2 separate regions of the Mustela erminea genome follow, and region 2 is linked to region 1. A link is a contact called in public Hi-C data. All regions are on one chromosome and are shown on one strand. The core of a region is the stretch at or near the end of the contact, and the rest is flanking DNA. Distances in the headings are between cores, read along the strand shown. Region 1 holds the start of YWHAG (14-3-3 protein gamma). Region 2 has its middle 9.7 kb from the start of HSPB1.

Region 1 (3,166 bases), core at 520-3,019:
AGTGGGAGGGTTTATTCACCAGCAGGCCTGTATTTTGCTGGGTGTTTGTAGTAAGGGAAGAGAGGCTACATCCCATGCTGGTGGTGGGGAGAGCTATTTCCTCCCTAGAACCTCTCCTCCACTGAGTTCGTCCCCACTTCTGCCAGAGCAGGCTCCCTGAAGTGCATGCATTCCATAATTCATTTATTTCATATGTTCTACATATTTACTATGTGCCAGGTGCTGTGCTAAGCTCTGAGAAGGCAATGGTAATGAACACAGATGCAAATCTCATCATTTTCTGCCCCTCATTAAGATCTCTCCACAGGTTTCCTATTTATTTCAGGATAAAGTCTTCACTGCCTTGCCTGTCATTCGGGGCTTCTCAAGTTCTGGCTCCTGACTCCATCCCCGGTCCCACTACCCATCACTTAAGGCAACAAACACATTGGATTCTTCACCTAATGATAAATAAATGCTTCAGGGAGAAACCAGCCTCTGAGTCCTGCTGCCTGTAACCCCTTCATGCTCTCAAATGCTACACATCCTTTAAGAGACTCCTTCGTTCTAGATTCTCATACACAACCGTTCTTACCCTGTATTTTTTTTTAAAACTCCTTATCACTTCCTAACATACTCTACATACATATCCTTATATTACATATTTTGGGGGTGGTGTAGGGATTTTTTATTTTGTTCCTCGCTCTCCCCGCATTGCTTAGAACAGTGCTTGGAACACAGTAGGTGCTCAACAGATAATTGCTGAAAAAAAAATTAAGCAGATAAAACGTACAGTCAAAACTGTGGGTGTGTGAGCTACATGGGATGTGGAAAAGGGAAACATAGGAGCAAGAATTTGCCAGCCTGACCTCTGTGCATAAGTCCTAGGTGGGGAGGGAAGGGTCGGTTAACCCTCAGATACAACCTCGCGTTAAGCATGCAGTAGGCTCTGGGCAACAGAACTTAATCTTTGACACCCCACCCTGGAGAGGAAGGATCTCCCCACGGGTCAGCCTGCGGACAGCTGCATCCTTTCTGTAAATCAACCAGAATGCCTGGCCAGTATTTGTCTTTCCATGTTTTCATCCCTTCGGGTCCACGAACCTCAACGTGGGTATGGGGAAACAGAACCTTGTGGGGGAGGGTGACAGTTTAGCTCCCAATATTAAGCTCCTTAATTCAATGCATCCCGCAGCGGGACACTACCCTGGCCTGTCTGGATCTGCGGCGGACGCGCGTCCTGTCCTCTGTCCCTCCCCGGCCTGGCTGCTACTTTAGCTCAGAGACGGGGGCCAGGGCTGAGGTCCTGGCCCCCTCCCCTCGTAATTTCCCGGAGAATATGGGGCGGGGCCGTGAATCAGCACTCGCTCTGACTGATGCAGCCTTAGTCCCCGCCAGGGGTCCCCAGTGGCCGCGGAATTAGACCCCCCCCCCCCACCTTCGCCACCGCTCACGCGCTATGACCATTGGGAGTTGTAGTCCTGACCGCCCCTTTGTCCTTGATTTCTCCAGCGTATCACCCCACTGCTGGGTGAACTACAACTCCCAAGGGCCCACGCGCCGGGCCTGACAGGGCGGAGGTGTGAGGGGGTAGTGTGTAGGGTAGTCCGGAGAAACTGGGGCGCAGGAATCGGGGCGAAGTGAGGAACGGGGAGCCCTGGCAGAGGGTCGGTGGAAGAGGGGGACGCCCAGAAAAGGGCCGCGAGCTCAGCTGGGGAGGGGAAGCCCGAGAAGCGGAAGGGCCGGGGCGGGGCCGGGGCGGGGCCGGTGGCGTCACGCGGCGTGGGCGGGGCCGCAGGGGGTTGTCCGCCCGCGGCACGCACAGCAGCCGCAGCCGCCTCGCGCCCGGTCCCGCGGTCGCAGCTCCAGCCATAGTCTCCGCGCCGCCGCCGCCGTCGTCGCCTCGGCTGCTCGCTTCGTGGGTCGGCCCCTCCGGCACACGGGCTCCAGTCGCGCCGCAGCCGCCCTCCGAGCCCTTCAGGTCGCCCCGGTCTCCTCACCCGGCCCGACCCAGCCCGCGAAGATGGTGGACCGCGAGCAACTGGTGCAGAAAGCCCGGCTGGCCGAGCAGGCGGAGCGCTACGACGACATGGCCGCGGCCATGAAGAACGTGAGTTTCTCCTCCCCTCCCCCCGCCTCGCCCCAGTCCCTTCGCAGACACCGGTCTTCGCGTGGACGGCCCGGGGACTAGTCGCCAGTCGCGACTGCAGCGTTGACCGCCCCTCCCCACCCACTCGCGGGGCTGGGGAGGGCCCCGACAGCGATAGGGACTCGAGCTGTGACGCGGCCTCTCCTCGAGCGTCCCCCAGGGCCGGCGGCGCTGCCTCGTAGGCCCTCCCCGGGCTCGGGCTGGAGCGGGATCTTGCAGGGCTGGTCTCGGGATCGGGGTCCCTGGCCCCGTGTCTCCGGGTCCGCTGGGGACCTGAGCGGGGGCCGTGAACATCCTTTGTGCCCCACTTCCCCTCCTCCCAGCCTGGGCGTGGGGGCGGGGGACCGCATGGATGCGGTTCCTCTTTCTCTCCCCGGTGTCTGGGCGGCGCCTTTCCCATTCACTCATCAGGTCTCCGGGTTTTCTAATACTGCCCCCCCCCCCCCCCCCCCGCCCAAAGATCTTCCCCACTGCCTCTCCTGATGGATCCTTTAGAACCTATCCAGGAAAAATGTAGGCTCTCCTGAAACCCTGGGCTCAGTGGTGCCAAACCGAAACCTCCTTGCTGCTCTCACGTTTTTCTTAACAAAAGGCTCCTCTTTCTCTATACCCCAAAGCAAGTCCTCTTGCAATTTAGGCAAGGGGAACGTAGGTCTCGCCGGCTTTTTCATTGATCGTTCACGACATGCCCTCTCCATTTCCCCCTAATTTTTCTTGTATTTAAAAGGGTAGGTAATTGTCTTTAAAATAAAGGTTATGCATTTAGCCGACTGGTTCAATTTGTGACACATGCGGTTTCTTTTTTAAATATAGGCACACATCTGTTGAAATGCCTATAAGTTGAAAAAATATTCTTTCTGATCTGATGTTGCAAACAAAGCAGTGGTGGGAGGCAGTATCAAGTCATTCTAGAAGATTCTGCATTTGTCATATTGCAGAGAGCCTAGACTGGGTGGAGGCTGGGAGGAGTTATTTTAAAGGAGGAAAAAGTCTTTTTTTTTTTTTTTTAATTGTAGGTATAGCTGAGGCTTTTTTTTT
Region 2 (2,994 bases), core at 347-2,846, 36 kb after region 1:
GGTAGGCAGAGGGGGAAGCAGGCTCCTCGCAGAGCAGAGAGCCAGATGCGGGGCTCAATCCCAGGGACCTGGGCTGAAGGCAGAGGCTTAACCCACTGAGCCACCCAGGCACCCCTCAAGTTGTTTTAACACAATCTTGGTGTTAGCTGCTTCTTCCTACAGTGATGGACTTTTCCCCTACTTACTCTTAGGGACCAAAAGAGTAATCAAACCCTTCTTCTTTTTCACTTAGCCTGAAGCTAGATTTTAGGAATGGGGTTTCAGTGGCTGGTGGGTTCCTTAAAGCCTGGTGGAAAATTCATTTTGGGTTCTGTTGAGTTTGTTATCAAAGCCTTCTGAAAGTCCTTGCCTCCCCAGATACAGAGGTATAATGTCATTATGGTTTACAGATGTTTTTGCCTTCTCCATTAGGAACCTGCTCAGTTTTGTTTTAACATTTTACTTATTTATTTGAGAGAGGGACACACAGTGAGAGGGAACACAAGCAGGGAGAGCGGGAGAGGGAGAAGCAGGCCCCCATCGAGCAGGGAGCCCTATGTGGGGCTCCATCCTAGGACCCTGGGATCATGACCTGAGCCCATGATGGCAGAGGCTTAACCACCGAGCCACCCAGGAGCCCCAAACCTCAGTTTCAAAAACCTGTCTTTTGGGGAGCATTGTGGGCCCTCGAAGATGAATTCTAAGTTGCAGAGGATTGCGTAGTGGGCAGACGAGGAGTGAAACCTATTCTCTTGCCCTAAATGAGGAGACTGGCTTAGAAATAGAGACAAGATTTCAGGAATAATGGCTAGGTAACCGGTATAAAGGATAAGCAGTTTATGGATGACGATTGCACACATTTTTAGGCGAGTCCCTTTCCACGTGATCTCCCCAAATTCTGTCCAAAATCAAGCAGCTGCTGCATCTGTCTTCTGAGCGAAAGGAGCAATAATAATTGGTCCCCGCAGTGTGTTAGGTAGGACTTAAGGTTTCTTTGCCTAGTGGTGACAGGGCCAAAATGAACCTGGACAGCAGAACCCAAAACGCCTTTGTCCATCCCTCACGACTCGCCCTCCTCCCCCAAATGCACCAGCGACGACTGGTCAGGCCACTCCTGTACCATTACCGGGGGTACCAGCCGGTTTGCTGGGCGCTGGAGCTGGGAGTAAGGGGGGGGTCCTCCACCCACCTGGGCACGGCCCCGCCTAGGCACTGCCCCTACCCCTACCCCCAACCCCGGCTCCCGCCCCGCGTTTCCTCCAGGCTCTGCTTCCTGCCAGCCTCTGGGCAGCCTCGGTGCCAGCACACGTGGGACACCCGTGCACGGGCTTCTCTCGGGTCACTTCCCATCCCAAACACCTGGGCCCTGCCCGCCTCGGTTCGGCGCAGGCACATGAGCGAGCCGCCCGGCCCTACGCGGGCGTGTGCACCCCGCAGGTGCTCGCCCCCACGCTCCCGCCACGGGACTACGGACAAGCCCGCGCCCTGAAGAACGCGCGGCCCTCACAAGCCGGGGTCGCGAAGGTTCCAGGACGGGCCAGGCACCCGGATGGGAGCTGGGCGGGACACGGCCCGCCTTCCAATCTCGGACAGTGGCGAGAACCAATCACAGGCCAGCCTGTCCCGCTCTTCCAATGGTCGGCCTGTTGCTAGCCCTGCGCCGGGATCTGCCTGCGCAGGCGCGCAGGCCCGATTCGCGCCCGCCGCGGGGCTGGGTCCTGCTCTTCCGCCCTGCCTCAGCCCGCCTCCGCTCTCCTCGGGCGCAGTTGTCCCCCTGAGGAGCCTGGTCTGGGCGCTGGCGGTGTTATCACGCCGTGTAGGCGGTTGGCCACGTCTCTGGGCGCCCGCTTTCCCTCCGAACCAGTGCCTGCCCCTCCGTTTCCGAACAGCCGGCGGAACCGCAACCGCCCGGAGCGGGCTTCCCGTGCGCCCGCCCCTGCGCAGCCCTCCCCTGCGAGCAGCCTGGGGGTGGGGGTGGGGGCTGCAGAGGAGGAGGCCGGGGCTCGGTGCAGCCTCCACCCTAACAGCAGTCGAAGGGGCTCGGGGAGGGAGGCGACTTGGGTCTGTCACACGGAGGCCCCATGGCCCCGTAAGCTGGCGTCGGGAAGCGCTGAAGCCGCCCCGGCCTCTTCCTGGCATTCCAGGCCTCGCCTGCCTCACGGCCCCGTCCTCCTGAGGGAGGGAGGGCCGGCTTCACCCCCCACCCCCCAAAGGCCCCCTGTCCCCCCTCACCGCTCCCAGCTTGGAACGGGTGGTGGCAGCCCAGGGCCGGCCCCAGAATCAGACGGCAGGAATGGTAGGGAGCGCGTGCGCCCCAATTTCTGCCCTAAGAGCTCCCCACACAGAACTAGGACACACTGAGGCCCTGGGGTCTGGGCGTTGGGGGGTTGGGGGGTAGGGTGAGCGAGGGGAGACGGGCAGGTCAGCTCCTGCTTACGAAGGTGACATTTCTGTCCCGCAGCCACGTCTGTCGTGTTCCAAGTGAAAGGGCTGTCTGTGTGGCAGGGTCTGAACTCGCGCCCTGCCGCGTCCCCGTGGTGTGGTGTGACCTCTCAAGTTCGCGGCCTTTCAGACGGACGGCTTCCCAGTTTCCGGATCTGTTAAGTGGGAATAATGCGGTCGACCTCATAAAAATGCCTGGCGTGGACCCGGTGTTTAGCGTGTGGTTTCGGCTCTGGTTCAGACTTCCCTTGTATTAGGAATCAAATCAGCTTCGCTTTGCAGAGGAGAAAACCAAGACTTAGTAACTTGCCCGACGTCCCACAGTTAGTAAGCGACCCAATGAGGACTAGATTTTATTTATTTATTTGACAGATCACAAGTAGGCAGAGGTGGGGGGGACGTTGGAGCGGGATTTGGGGCTGGATCCCAGCACCCTGCGATCATGACCTGAGCCAAGGCAGAGGCTCAACCCGCTGAGCCACCCAGGCGCCCCCACCTGATGAGGGGATGAGGATTTGAACCCCCGCAGTTTTGACCACTGGCAGAAAGCATAACCACAAGCCTCTGCTGCCT

Evidence for each region. A called contact is a pair of places that touch in the nucleus more often than the background predicts.
Region 2: a contact with region 1 is called in a Hi-C map of fibroblasts, with 1.9 times the contacts expected there. The contact joins the enhancer-like site here to the promoter of YWHAG in region 1. A contact is called at or near these places in 3 of 3 Hi-C or Micro-C datasets (fibroblasts, skeletal muscle and spleen).

What each region holds. Positions count from the first base shown.
Region 1 is chr20:33,426,212-33,429,377 of mMusErm1.Pri, forward strand. YWHAG (14-3-3 protein gamma) reads left to right here and starts at 1,770. Exons shown (of 3, transcript XM_032327322.1): 1 at 1,770-2,089. The coding sequence starts at 2,003.
Region 2 is chr20:33,462,390-33,465,383 of mMusErm1.Pri, forward strand. No RefSeq gene overlaps it. Among named protein-coding and RNA genes, the nearest start is that of HSPB1, 9.7 kb to the right of the region's middle. Within about 2 kb of position 1,597, the one cell type or tissue checked has open chromatin away from gene starts, as enhancers often do. A contact at or near this core is called in fibroblasts, where this site is marked.